Regions from separate parts of the Cricetulus griseus genome. Here region 1 is linked to region 2. Evidence: chromatin contacts called from public Hi-C data. All regions are on one chromosome and are shown on one strand. Each heading gives the region's core, a stretch centred on a gene start, on an enhancer-like site or on the middle of the called end of the contact. The rest is flanking DNA. Distances are from core to core; before and after follow the strand shown. Region 1 has its middle 120 kb from the start of Qki. Region 2 holds the start of Qki (protein quaking).

The links. A called contact is a pair of places that touch in the nucleus more often than the background predicts.
Region 1: a contact with region 2 is called in a Hi-C map of fibroblasts, with 4 times the contacts expected there. The contact joins the enhancer-like site here to the promoter of Qki in region 2. A contact is called at or near these places in 3 of 8 Hi-C or Micro-C datasets (the CHK-Q cell line, the CHO-K1 cell line and fibroblasts).

What each region holds. Positions count from the first base shown.
Region 1 is chr2:290,606,122-290,613,646 of CriGri-PICRH-1.0, reverse strand. No RefSeq gene overlaps it. Among named protein-coding and RNA genes, the nearest start is that of Qki, 120 kb to the right of the region's middle. Within about 2 kb of position 4,231, at least 2 of the 6 cell types and tissues checked have open chromatin away from gene starts, as enhancers often do. A contact at or near this core is called in the CHO-K1 cell line and fibroblasts, where this site is marked.
Region 2 is chr2:290,485,355-290,492,449 of CriGri-PICRH-1.0, reverse strand. It overlaps Qki (protein quaking), which reads right to left and starts at 1,756. Exons shown (of 8, transcript XR_003482378.2): 1 at 1,571-1,756.

The DNA of each region.
Region 1 (7,525 bases), core at 2,982-5,481, 120 kb before region 2:
ATTTTAGTACAATGCAGTAAAGAGCCACAAGGAAGTAGAGTGCAAGTGAGACTGTTTATCCTCTGCTTGCTCAAAGCAACCAGAGAATTGACCTAGCACTTCAGTCACTGTGCACTTCTCAGGAGAGGGTCGCCTCTGGGCAGCATGCGAGCGAAGCTGACCACAGAAAGGAGCAGTCATCAGTTTCTTGGGAAGCCAAGAGTGTGTTCTTACGGACAGAGAGTGTGAGGTCTTCCATTGTAGTAAGCCTGTCTCTGGAGCTCAGGGAACATGCTGAAGATCAGAGGCTCCTTCTCAGTCTTCACCTGGTTATTGTTTAATTTTTACATGTGTTTCATAAACATTAGCATTTACAAACAACTTCCAGTTGCCACTGAAGAAGGGTGTTAGGAGCAGTGGTGATGGTTGTGAGGCCATGCCCACAGCCTCTCAGCATGCAAGCAGAGGACGTGGCTATGGACATGGCTCTACAGGTGTGAAACACACTTGTACAAACATTCTTGGCTGATGGCACTAGGCTGGCATCTGGTGTGCGACTACTGGTGAGTACTCAAAGTTAGCATACATACATGCATAATTTCCAGAATAGTCACCCAACAGAAGAAATGCCTGGCAACAGGTGTTTGCATGTATTCCCAGGGGTGAGATCTGTCTAGGTCTTGCATGTGTTTTAAACTGTCATTCTATGCACAAATGAAAACATGTGAATGTTTTAAATAATCACACTACCTTCTAAGGCAAACATAATTTTATTATCTGGGAGTTTAGCTTCAGCTTAGCTGCAGAATGTATTAATGAATCATGCACAAAACTGTCAAACATTGTTACTTAACTGTAGGTTGTGACTCAGAGCCCCTTTAAAATGCATGCATTTCTTAGGAAGGCATGTTTATTCACAATTGAAATGAATGTAGGACATACCTCCTTCCCCCTACAGTGACTCCACGTTAAGTGCATGTCTTCAAGACCGCATCAGGAAACAGCAGAATGAAAGACTAAGGGCAGAGGCTCACATTCTGACCTTGGTGCTAGGCAGTGTATGAAGAGGTTCATATCAATGATGTCATGTAATCTACCCTTATGAGTCGTATAAGGCAGGACTTGCACCTGCTTTGCAGATGAGAAATCTGTAAAGCTTTTTTCTTCCATATATAAGTACAGCGTCCATTCCAAAGTGTGTGCCTGCCTGAATGTGTGCACATGCATATTTGTGTACTCGAATGTGATTGCCTGAGGTTGACACGAACTTTCTTCATCTCGACCTTACATATTAAGGCAGGGTTTCTCACTTGAAACCAGAGGCAACTGATCTGGGTATTCTAGCTAGCCAGCCTGTTCCAGGGACCCAACTCCACCTCCCAGAGGCTGGGGTTGCAGGTGAGCCACCATACCCACCGGGCATTTACATACTTGGGTGTCAGGGATTATAATTCTGGTCTTCAAACTTGTGTGGCAATCACTGTACTCACAGCCATATTCCCAGCCTCTGTGAGGCTTGAAGCTGCAGTTGCATGTCCAGGATCACCAGTTAACACAAATACTTTATCTATAGACAAATTAGGACTCTGAAAGTTAACTTAAGGAATATTGTAAATATGTAGGTTTCTAATTGCAAGTTTTAAGTGGTTGACAAGTACTTTTTTGCCCCCTCAAAAACAGTTTGTGCCAGTATACTCAAGGCTCCAGGTTCTAAGTCCGACACAGCAAACAATAAATATTTGAACTTTAAAATTATTTTATATCTTTTCTTGGTAGACTTATGACCTCAGCCCTGCAGTTAGAAGGGGAAACACCTGCTACTGCACATGGGCAACCTCTTCTATAGCACCATGGCTAAAACACTGATACATCAGTTTTCATCTCTACACAGAACTGTGGCAAAGCACATAACAGGAATAAACAGTTGGTGTGGCTGTCAACTTCACCAGGATCAAGGTTTCTGATCTTGGAGGCAAACCTCTGACGGGTGTGTGAGGGACTTTCTAGATTAGGTTCATTGAGACTTTACCCTCTTGAGTGCTGGTAGCACCGTTTCAAGATCTGGAGTGCTGGATGGAATTGAAAGGAAAGGGCCAGGCAGCAGTAATCACTCCTGTTTCAGACTGAGGCCTGAATGTGACACTGTAACCATCTGCTTAATGGTCCTGCTGCCAACTTCCCAACTATGCTAGACCAGACCCCGAAATGGCAGCCACAATAAACCTTTCCTTCTCCAGGCTGCTTTGTTAGAGTTCTGTTGACTGCCATCAGCTCCTGGTTAACCTAAACTCTGTGACAGCCATCATACAAACCCCTTGTTCCTTAAAAGCACAGGGGTGAGGGGGTATTGAGCTAGCCCTTAAAACACCCACATTATCAAAAAGTGCCAAGTAGGATAGAGACAAGGACACCCATATGGATGGACTTAGGGATGGAACCTTAAAGGTGGCACTCGTTTCTTTCATTAGGTCCAAAGGAGAAAAACAAGTCTCTCACAGGGAAGATAGGGTTACACAAATAGTATGAAGCATGTGAGGCAGCCCTTCTCCAAGGCCCAACTTTTCCCATTTTCTGGCCAACTAGAACTGTCCTGAGAGCAGCATAGCAATGTGCCATGATCCTTGCAGCTGCTCTGTGTCCCCTCTTGCTGAGGGTACACTCCCAGTCCATTCTGTTCATATTTAGCTATTGGAATACTTTAGTAATAGCTTCTAACAGAAAGTCAGAATCAACTGATTTTAGTTTTACAAAAACAGTCACAGGACTCTCACTTGGAGCCCAACATCTGAACATGTTCAGTAGTGAACTTCTGAGCATTTGTTTTCTCACTCCCAATCAGTCATGATTTCCACAACTTGTATTAGTCAATGAGGCATTAGTGTGTCCTTAACAATCATTTCCATAAATGACTGTTGGGTCACTCTAGCTAGAGCTTTAGGCTGGGGCTCCATCTGACTGGGGTGTCATGTTTCAGATGTAACCCAAGTTATGTGGACTACTCAGTCTGGAAAAAATGTGGACACACCGGCTTTGTGAGTGCACAAGTGGGGCTGATATTTCTTGGTGGAAGCTTCAGCATAAACAAATAGCTCTTCAATCAGCTGACAATGTACAGAATAATTAGTGGAGATGAGCCTACCAGTGACTGAGAGTTCATAAAAGCCATGTCCCTTTGGAGAACAGAAAGCAAAACTTAAAGGAAAAATCTCGTTCCCTTTTCCCCATGCAAGACAGCTTGTATCATAAACCAAGAGCAATATGGGAATAATATCTCACTTTAAACCATTAGATCTCACCAAGGGCAGGCCACTTTTTCTTAGTTTTTTTTTTTTTCATTCTTTTGAAATTGACTGTCCTGATTGTAATCAAAACCTAAGAGCTGACTACTAATTCTGTGAAGATCAGACTGTTGGACTTGCTTATCTCGTGTTTTTTTTTTTTTTTTTTTTTTTGATACTAACTTTTATGTGTGTGTGCATGCCACAGCCCGTGTGTAGAAATCAAAGGACAGCTTTGGGGTCGGGGTCAAGTATTCTACCATCTGGGTTTAAGGCTTGGTGGTGAATGCCTTTTCCTGCTGAGTTATGTATCTGTTAGAGGCCAGTTTAAAACTTAGCTTCAGATCTTTCATATTACACTTTACCCACTAATTTCAAGTTTTACATTTTCTACCTGAAATCCTGAAAGTTAACTTTTGGGCATCTGCTTGCAATGTTTATACTCTTTCCACTAACCTGTTTTCAGTTTTATAGGCTGCATTACTTAGAATTCTACAGTACAAAAGTAACTTTTCAAACATGTGTCAAGCATAGCTGAGGTCATTATATAAGTTTGAAATGAATGATCCTGAAAATTACAAGACTAACTCAGTACTTCGAAAAAACTTGTGAATACTTTTCTCACTTTGCTCCCATTCAGTTCAACCAATAACTTTTTCATCAGTATCCAATTAAGTAACCACTATGTAAGCGGGGCATAAAACAGAGTAATACATTTTCACCCAAGAGATGCTGATACACTTAAATTTAATCAGTCTATGCACACAGTTTTGTAGCCAGACTAGTTGAAATTTAAAAAAGCAGAAATCCCCAAGTGACACCCAGCTAATATGATCTTCACTGTAAGACATAAACATTGTATGAATGACAGTGGTTTTTAAATATTTATTGTATTTGTGGTATGTGTGAGTTGTGCATGCCACTGCACCCATGTTGAGGTTAAAGACAGCATTTGGTTCTCTCCTACCATGGGTTGCAGGGATCAAATCCAGGTTGTCAGGGTAGCTGGGCAAGCATGATACTTGTTGAGTCACTTCTCGGTAGCTGGGCAAGCATGTTACTTGTTGAGTCACTTCCCAGTAGTAAGATTCTCAACCAACTCACAGATCACATTCATCTGATTCTCCCCACCCCAGGAAGACATTAAGATCTGTATGGCATGACTCAAAATTTTGGAAGGAAGGGTAGTGTCTAAAGATACAAATCATATTTCTGAACCTGGGCAGATAATGCAAACAGCTGGTAGTGTGTGAATCTAGGTACCTTAAGGAGTGGCAGTGGGGTTAACAAAAAATATTTTTGAGACAAGGAAAACATTTGGCTTACAACTAATGTGAGATTATGATCTTTGAAGAGAAGATTTGGGGATAACTCAAATCTTTAGACTTTTAACATCTGCTAAATCATCAAAAGATCAGGTCTGCCAGTCTATATACCTGGTACCATGGTTGCCAGCTAGCTGCCATTGGAGGTGTATGAAAAGGGTACCCTCCCAGTGATTAAGCAGATAGAGGGCAAAGGAACTTACACAAGCATAACAAGAAAAATTGGCTACCTTAAAGTACAGAGTTGTCAAAGGAAGCTTTTAATGGTATCAAGCTACTGGGAGAAATCTTAGCAGCTCTTCCACTTTGCTTAAGATACCAATATTAGTCATTTTCACATATAAATTGAGACTAAGATTTGATAAGCAATGCTTTTTGCTTATGGTGGTAGGTATGCATGATAAGCTAGCAACCCTACCAAGTGAGATACATCCTTAGCCCTCTTCAAAGAAATTCTTACATTTACAAAAATACCTAAAAACTGTACCAATGTTTTTCTAAAGGCACGTGGTATTTTGGATGCACAGACCAGCCAAGGACCACATAGTAGTTCATTGATTTCCGTTGTCTTTTAAACAGTGATCTGCTAAGAATTCTAGAATGTGAGATTCTTAAATTTTCTAAGCAGTGTTTAAAGGATCAATAAAAACTTAAATGTGCTCTTTACTTTACTTTGGTATTTGTGTCTGGAGGGGGGAGGCCACACTTTTAACTCATTCTTTTGGCTTGAGAAGATGCAGCACATGCATACTGTCCAGGTTTTATTGTACCTTGTGTACAGTCGTTTGCAGTTTTCCATTCATGTGTGATTTGGGAACACTATTCTGCACACAAATATATACATATATACATACACACACATATATATGAATTCATATATATACACACAATTTCCACAAGTTCAAGAATTTTCTGCATACCAATGTACTATAACCCACAATAGATATATTTGGCTCAAATCTTTTAATAACAAAACCTTTAGAGATATATAAAGTAATGTTTACCCTGGGGGCTGAGACTATCCCAGTGCTTGCCAGTGTCTCTTCAAGGGGCAGCAAGCTTCAAGTAATGTGACCTGCACTTTATCATGTCACCGTTCTAAGAACCGGCTGCCCACATCTCCCTAGCATGGATTAGTTGCTGCTCCTCCTCTCCCAATCCCTGGCAATTAGTACAGCAGAACAAAGAAAGGAGTGCATCCTGTTTCAGGTTAACCAGTTTGATTCAGCATTGAGCACCAGCTACAGATAACTTTTTTCCCCAAGTCTCTTCAAAATAAAGACAACTCAATTTAGGTAATTTTATATAGAAGAAATCAGGTATTAAATGTATCATGGATAATTCTAAAATGATACTGTCCATAAAATGGGTTAAGCTATTAGTCCCACTTTAAAGGCACTAAATGCTTGTGACAGTGTTATTCTATACACTTAAAAAATGTGGGAGACTAAGAAGCATTCAGAGAATTTAGCTTAATTAATGGAAAATTTGGTAACATGCTTCATTCCACCAAGAAAAATCACAAGCTGAGAATGCTGTACCAATGAGCTGTCATCAAGGAATAGACAGGCATCCCATTCCAGACACACAAGCAAACAATCCCTCCCAACACACACACACACACACACACACACACACACACACACACACACACACACACACACACACACCCTTTTCACCAAACACTTCTCTTATGTGCACACAAACATCACTTTTTTTATGGACAAGGTACTTCAACAATCCCCTTCAAGATGCTGCACTACAATGATGTGAATATAACTTTGCATCATGTTTTGCTAGATATTTTACCTAAAGAAAAATGCTTTACTAAGTATACTAATATCAACAGCCTTTTGAATGAAAAAACAGGTAACCATTTCATCAACAGCATCACCTAATAGTGACTCTAGAACTTTCCCATCTCAACAATTTAATATTGCAATGATATAAAAATGTGACTTGCAATGCTATTTGCATACTTTGATACTGTCTCTGAAAAACAATTGCAGTGGGAACGGTGGTAATACAACATAACCATATGTGAAGGACCTCACTGCACGCACAGGTGTCAGAGAATATTAACTGCATGCACACAAGTTCTTTATCAACTGTTGTGACAAATTACCATGAAAATTTGTACAGCAGCCTGACAGCATCTTCAAGTTTTCAGAGTACTACACATACTTTTTGTGGCAATAGCAAACTGTACATCCAATGATACTACAGGGTCCCCTCCTCTTATCAGAAATTATTCCATGTGTGAACAGGAGAAATAATGATCAGGCTCACAAAATAAAACTATACTTTCACAAAGTTATGATTTACAACTCAGCCCTTAATTTTAAGGATTCTAAAATACAATTTTAAAATACAAACCATTACTTACAAAAGCAAAATTCATCCTGTTATTTTTCGATCAGATGAAAGAATTATTTTCACAGACAAGATAATTATGAATCTGTGACAGAACAATAGACTCGAGTGTTAAAGAAGTTATACCTAGAGGTCTCTGTACACAGAGCATGTATATGAAACATGGGAGGGACAGTGAAATAATCCTAAATGTATCTCTGCTAGAAATTAATCATATACAGTGTTACAGATTACAGTGCTCATTGCTGCTGCATTTCTTATGTAACTGTCTAGGCTGTTCTGAAAGTGGTAAGAGGAAAATTATCTGAGAAGATATCTGGAACACACTGGGGGGTGGGGGGGCAAGACTGGGCTGCACTGCCTAGAGAAGCAGACCAGCTTTAATAGCTGGCTAAAAATTGACTCTTTACAATGTGACTGAAAATGACCCGTTTGTAGAAATTAAGACGAAGGGATCAACGACAAATCAAACTGGTTTCTCAAGGTGTGTATCATTACAATAAATCTCTGGACTATGCTGTCAGCAGACAGTGATGATTTTGGAGCAGGAAAAATGTAGTGTGGAATTAG
Region 2 (7,095 bases), core at 507-3,006:
AACAGTAAATTAGGTGTTGTCTCTGAAATCACATTTGTGGATAAATAATGACAGGTGAAGTCACCTAAAATTTAAATTTCTACTGAACTTAATATAGGTCAGATTTTTAAGCATGCTAGACATTTTGTTCCAAACATTCCAAGGTTAAAAAAAAATAGCTGGCGCCCCTTAGCGCTCACATTTGGAAATACTCAATTGAAGAGTTCCAGCACACACACACCCTCCTTTTTTTTTTTTTTTTTTTTTTTTTTTTTTGACATTCCAGAAAGTTTTCTGCCTCCACAATCTTTCAAATGCCAACACAAATAGGCAAAACCCCTTAAAGGGGCAGCACAACTTTCCTCCGAGGCGTCTGAGACTAACAGACACGCGGACCCAAAAGTAGGAAATGTCCCTTTCGACTTGTTACTGTTGTATGCATGTTCAGGCGTCATAACTGAGCGCTTTCTGCCTCAAGTCCTGCCTATGGCTCCCCACCCAAAAGAAGCTCGCTCTTAGCTCGGAGGTATTCAAAGTCTTTTGTTCTTCCCTGATATGCCTGCTCCTTGAGCATAAATTTTGATTTCTCTAGCTGTATTTGAAAATATTTCGAGATTCTTCTCAAGATGCTAAAATCCACTGTTCATCCGCACATCAGCACAGTTTTCCGCTTCCTTCAGACAGCCCCCCGCCTGGAGACTTTTAAAAACAAAAGGGAAACTCCCCGCTACACGGTTTTCAAAGCGGACTTGTTGGTCCTCCTGCCCCACAGGCCGCCCCGGGAATCCGCGGAAACCCACGGCTCCTGGGAACTAACACTCCAGGTCGCTGCTGAGAGAAGTTCTTAGAGGACTGCCAGAGCTGACCAGCATGCATCTTCTAGCCACTCTTCGCTCCCTGCAGCGCTCCCAACTCGGCTTCTGCAAACTTGCGCTCTATTTTATTCCCGTCCTTTCAAACTTCCAGCTCCCCGCCCCAGGGACGCGGGCGGCTACGCCTGGAGCTAACCCTCCGCCCCAGTGAGTTCTTCCGAACTCGGATTCCGTTCAGGTCTGTCATCGCGGTATTTCATACTCCTCCCCCCGCCACCCAAAAAAAAAAAAAAAAAGTGAAGTTAAACTCCCAAACAGTTCTCGCTTCCCTAAACAAAGGACAAAAAAAGTGCTGTGCTCTGTGTCAGCTCGTGCTCGCCTTCGGCCACATAAGCACTACTTTTCGGTACCCTACGTAATCTGTGGACACCCGAAGAGTCCACTCCTGTACCGCGGGCCACACAACTCCACTGAGACGGGCACCCCCAGCCGGGGCCCCGCGGGCGAGGCGAGGCAGAGCTCGCGTGGCCCGGCCAGATCGGTCGGGATGGCGGGGTGTCTATCTGCCGCGCCGTCGGGAGCTGGCCGCAGCCCCGCCGCCCCGCCGCCCTGCCGCCCGCGAGCTCCGGGTCCGCCCTCGGGCCTGCCCCGGCCCTGGCCCCGACCCGCCGCGAGCCGCCCGCGCCGCCTTTGTGCGCCCGCCCGCCTGACCTTCCCGCCGCCCCGCCATCCCGGGCCGCCGCGCCCGCCCGCTCGCCCGCGGGGGTCGAGAGGCTCACCTTCGTCCAGCAGCCGCTCGAGGTGGTTGAAGATCCCGCAGAAGTTGGGCAGGCTGCTCATGAGCTTCTTGTCGTTCATCAGCTGCATCAAGTAATCTGGGGTGGGCTTCGGCTTCTCCTTCGTTTCCATTTCCCCGACCATATTCCAGGCTCCGCAGCTCACTCCGCCCGCGCCGCCGCCGCCGCGCGCCGCCGGAGGAGGAGAGAGGAGGAGGAGAGGAGGGAGGGGCGGGGCGAGCTCCGGCCGCCGGCCGCTCGGACGCGGCGTCCCGCTCCGCGCCGACTCCGCTCCGGCTCCCGCGCCGAGCCCCGGGGCGGCCGGCTCCGCGCGCCCGCCCGCCCCCCCGCAGGCACTTTCGCCCGGCCCGACGCGCCGCGGCCGCCGCTCCTCGGCCGCCCGGCGCGGCTCCCCTCGCGAGGCCGGCGGCGGAGGCGGGTCTCGGGGCCGAGCGCGGCGCGGGGCCGCTGCGCCGCGAGGAGTCGAGGGGCCGCTCGTCGGCCGGTCGCGCCGCCTGCGCCGAAGCTCGCGAGTCTGCGGTGCTGTCCGCCGCGGCGCCCCCGCGTTGCCGCCGCCGCCGCCGCCGCTCCGACTGCCGCTCCTCCTCTTCCTCCGCGGCTCTCCTCCTCCTCACTCACTTGGCGGCGGAGTTCGCCTCAGTTCAGGCGGCGCTGCCGGCGGCGGCGGGGGGAGGGGCGCGGGCAGGGCCGGGGGCGGGCGGCGGGCCGGGCGCGCAGGGCGGCCGTTACGGGGCTAGGCGCGCTCCCGCCCCCCGCCGCCGCCGGCGCCCCTGCCCCTGGCCGCTCGGGCGGGACGGACGGACGGCCGGCTGGTGGCCGAGGGCCGGGCCGCGGCTGAGGGGGACGCGCGCCGGCTGCGGCGGCCTGCGCGGGGCCGGGGTCGCGGCTGAGGGGACGCGGGCGGCGGCGCTGGCTCGTCGGCGCGCTGTTGCTGAGGCGGCGGGCGCGGTCGGGCGCGTCGGCTGAGAGGAATTCCGGCGGGACTATGCGCGGGCGCTGCGCTCGCCGCCGCCCTGGCCTCGCCTCTCGGCGCGTTACTATAGTTTGAGGGGATTTTTTTCTCTCTCTTTTTTTTTTTAAAACCTCTTCGTCCACCTTCCTCGCCACCCCTCAGGAAAAGAAAAAAAGGAGAATTTTTTTTTTTTTTAACGTCCTGTTGCTTCACTGGGGGCACTCTCGGGTGGGCATCACGTGGCCCGACACGTAGCCGTGAGGCCGAGGGCGCGTGCGCGCGTCGAGGGCTGTGGCCACGCCCCTTCCGAGGGTCGCCCCGCCCTATCGGCCGGAGAGCGCGCCTGCGTGGGGGGCGAGGGGGGGCAGCGGCGGTGGCCTCTGGACCGAGAAGCGGGCCGGAACCGTTCTGGCGCGGCGCCCACCCGGCGGGGCGGGCGGGGTGGGGGACCCGGCCGTCGGACCAGGCGCAGACGAGTCCGCATCCCGCTCGTGATGCCGGTGGGCGGCCGGCTGAGCTGGCGCGCGTGGGCGACCGCGCCGCAGCATCGCCCGCTGCGGGGCTCCCGTGAGGTGTCCCCGGGAGCCATACCCCACGCGTGACGGGCCTCGCGGCACCCGAACCGTAGGCGGAGACGGGACACGCGTGCGCACCCACGGGCAGGCGGGCGGCATGACGCGTGGTCCCGTTCTCCTCACGGCACGGCTGCGGTCGGAGAGGAGAGGAACCGAGCAGGGACCCAGCCTCCTCGGCTGCCGAGCCGCCCGCACGCAGAAGAAGGGAGCCTGTGTGTGAGGAGCTCACGTTCGGGTGGGATGGGGGGTGTGGAAAGAAAGAGTCAACATCTATTTCTGCGTACTGGGGGAGAAAGTAAAAAAAGCAAAAGCAGTGCGCCAGAAAAGGGCTTTCCGTGCACTGTGACGGAGTTCTGCCGTTTACATTTGTTTAGGAAACAATTTTCCGAACTGCAGCAGTGAAGTGCTGTGATTTATAGAAGCTGTCAGTCATTAAATCTGCATCATCCATGTTTTGTTGCAAGATCTTTATAACCGGGCTCCATGAAAATGCCGGCAAGGTTATCAGATCTGCCGTTTTGAGAGTTGTCCCTGGCTATGTATGATTTTCTGTGCATCATGTCAATGTATTTTAAATGTGAACGTAAGTAGGGTGGTTGTTGGTTTGTTTTGTTTTAACTTTGCTTTCCACAAATTCTAAAGAACATTGCTGAGATTATGTGGTACCAAATATCTTTAAAGCAATTTTAAATACCCATGGCCAGTAGCTTCTGGCGGTTTCATTAAAAGACCACAGTTTGAGGTTTTTTTGTTTGTTTGTTTGTTTTTAATTTACTTTGATAGAGCAAATGAAGTTGCCTTGATAGAAAAAGTTAAAAGCACATAAGTCAAATAATTGAATTTTCCAACGATAGCTATAATTCTAAGTACTATAGAATATTCAACATAATAATCTCTTTAAGCAAATTATGTAAAGGCATGAAGTAGCAATTTGATCAAAAAGCTGTTTCTGTGTTTTCCAAATGTTCATTCAGAACCAAGAAAAATGAGAAGTTTGTCTCTTGGATATTATTAAAAATATTTTGATGCTGAATTATTCATGGGCTCTGCTTGTGAAAGATGAAGTCCCCCTTCTGAATTGGCATGCCTACTTCCTGGGCCCTGGGCAAACTGCTGTACCTCTGTAGTTCAGTCAATCAGAGCAGTCCTGTGTCTTAGGTAATACTGGCATCCCCAATTTTACAGAAGAGGAAACCCCGAAGAGGAAGAGGTAATCTAGATATTTACACAGCACTGTAGCTAACGAGTTCTGTCTGCTGTTCAGTCCAGTTATATTTTATTACAGAGTGCTGTCCCCCATTTTACTGACCCATAGGTTCAACCACTTTTTTAATGTGGCTGAAACAAAAAGATGTTGGTCATCTTCATTCCCCGTAGATTAATCGTTGGGCCCATCGTTGGAAATAGCTGCTTTGGAGTGCAGAGTAAAAATTCCAAGTACATGTGGATCTCTCCCCTGCTCAGTTTTCCCTGATTTCTCTCAGGTAAGGGAAAAAAATATCCAGAGTTCACCACGACCTGCCAGGCCCCAAGTGACCTTCTACCCTGCATGTTGCTGAACCTCGTTTCATGGACTCTCTAGTCTCTCTGGAATCCTCCTTGACCTCAATACCTGCTTGGCGTCTATAGGCTTCTGGGCTTGGTGTACCTCCTTGGAAAGCCTTCCCACTCCAGCTCTCATGCCACCACTACTTTTTAAATTTTCAGTTCTTTCTGTCAGTTTCCTCACATGCCATGTCAGATATGTGGGTCAGTTTGTTTGCCACCCTAGTAAAGATTTCACTTCTTTTTAGAATCTCTTAACACCCCCACCCCCACTCCACAACAACACATGATATTTGTAAGCTTCTGTGACAAGCATGTCCAAAGAGGAGTGTCAGGTGCTTGTATACCAGAGGTCCAAATGCTCTCCTAGCTTATTTCTTTTGATGTTCAACCAACATATTGGGGAGGAATGAGTAGCCATATTTGAGAGGTGAGATGGTTGGCTACCTCACAACAGTTCAGGGGCTAGTGGAGAGCTGTACAATAATTACTCATGCTGTCTTTGGAGCCACTGAGCTCTACCAGATATCCATCCATAGGATCCCTCCGTTTTCTATCTTACATTCCTGTTTCTGAACACTGTGGACATATTATATTGATCACCCAAAATGATGACTGCAATGTTACTACAAAGTTTGTTGGGATGTGTACCTTACAAGCTTACAAGTTTTAACAATTATTATAGATCCTTCAGTTCTGTTATTACAAACACATCTCAATACAGTATTCAAAATGAATAGGACAAACATACATGAAGATCAGTATACACAGGTATGTGAATATCCTTGTACTAGCTATTTCAGTGAAAAAGCATGTCGTCTACTCTATTGACACTAAAATTGGCTCTTCATTCTAACACTGTAATTAACCAGGAGTGGAAATGCACTTTCTGTTCTCTTAATTTCATTGGCTCTACTAGCTTACTGCATTTCTTGACATTTAAAATAAAAACGTACAATATCCAAGCACTCTGTCTTCATCACCATGGCGTTTTTACAAAAACTAAAAAGTATGTTAAACTTCAGATTCAATGTTTGATGGCTCCTGGTTCCAATATTCTTTTTTAAAATAAATTTCCTAAAAGGGGATGGGGGAATCTAGGTATGTTTGTATAATTAATTCTACAGAACTTTTGAGTATCCTCTGTAATTGTAAAGTTGTTTATCAGATACTGTTGGAAACACTGAAAATGATCTAGGGACTCCAGTCAGCTTCAAATGTCAGAACAATGTAGATTAGGACCTTGGGTGGGGGGGTGCCTTTTGTGCAAAGAATCCAATAGTAGCATGCCTTCATTTCACCTAGGCATGCTTGTATCTCTTGTAAGACAGGAAGCTCTGCTCCCTTGGCTGAAGTGGTATTCTCTGAGCTGCCTTTAGACCACTGATGGGTTCCTTCAGGCTGCAGCACCAGCATCCAGCCTCAGCCCCTGCCCAGCATTTAAATATTAACTGGTGATCTAAGGTTTTTGCTTATTTGACCCCAAGTCAAACGGTAGAGGTGAAAACACTCAGAGCCGGGATGCAGGCCCTCATGCCATGTAATCTGACCTTCATGCCATGTTTAAACAGACCTCCAAGTAAAAAAATAGCTGTTAATTACAGGACTGTAAGAATGAACTTCAAATGTACTCTGTTTTGATCAATTCTCATACTGACTCATGGCATCAATTTCAGTATTGCTTCTCTGGATTGGGCTAATGTCATGTTTTTTTCTCTTCAGGATCTGAATCCCTCAGAATGAGTCAGTGCTTAGGTTATTTTACCATGTTTGACAGCTACCGTTTGGTTCACAGTGTGTTAATTTTAAACAGTTAATGTGGGTAAACACTTTATAAGCAAAGGATATAACACTCATGTCATCCCCAGACATTTAATCTAATGCCATTGTTCTTTCTACAACTTAGAGGCTAAATGTATTTTTGTAGTAATTGTGGCATACGTGACTTCTAAACTGAGTTCCCAGAAGGTCAGTGAGAGACCAAAAGGAGTCCTCTGGGGTGTCAGGCACTGTGGTTGTCTCAGTACACTGAAGCCCTGAGTTGATAATTGCCTCCATTTTACAGTTGAAGACAGTGTGGTCCAGAGAGTAATATGACTGATCCTTCAGTCAGTAAATCCTCGAGACAGAATTCTCATCAGACCTTCAAAGTGAGTGACTGGACATGCGGCTGGCCCTTCCATAAGTTAAATTCAGATGCCCAGGAGCCGTGGTCTCTTTTTCTCAGTATTTAACCCTACCAGTCATGTGAGATCTTTCACATCTAAAGCTCTGGTAACAGTGCTGGTGTGGTACAAAGAAAATGAATCTGCTAGTGGCTGCTGGGGACAGGAGAATTAAGGTGGGTGTCCATGCTGTGATAGTTCCACACGCACAAGAACACAGGCAGTGTTGACTGGACTTAATACTTTTTTTTTTTTTAAGAGAGGAGACAT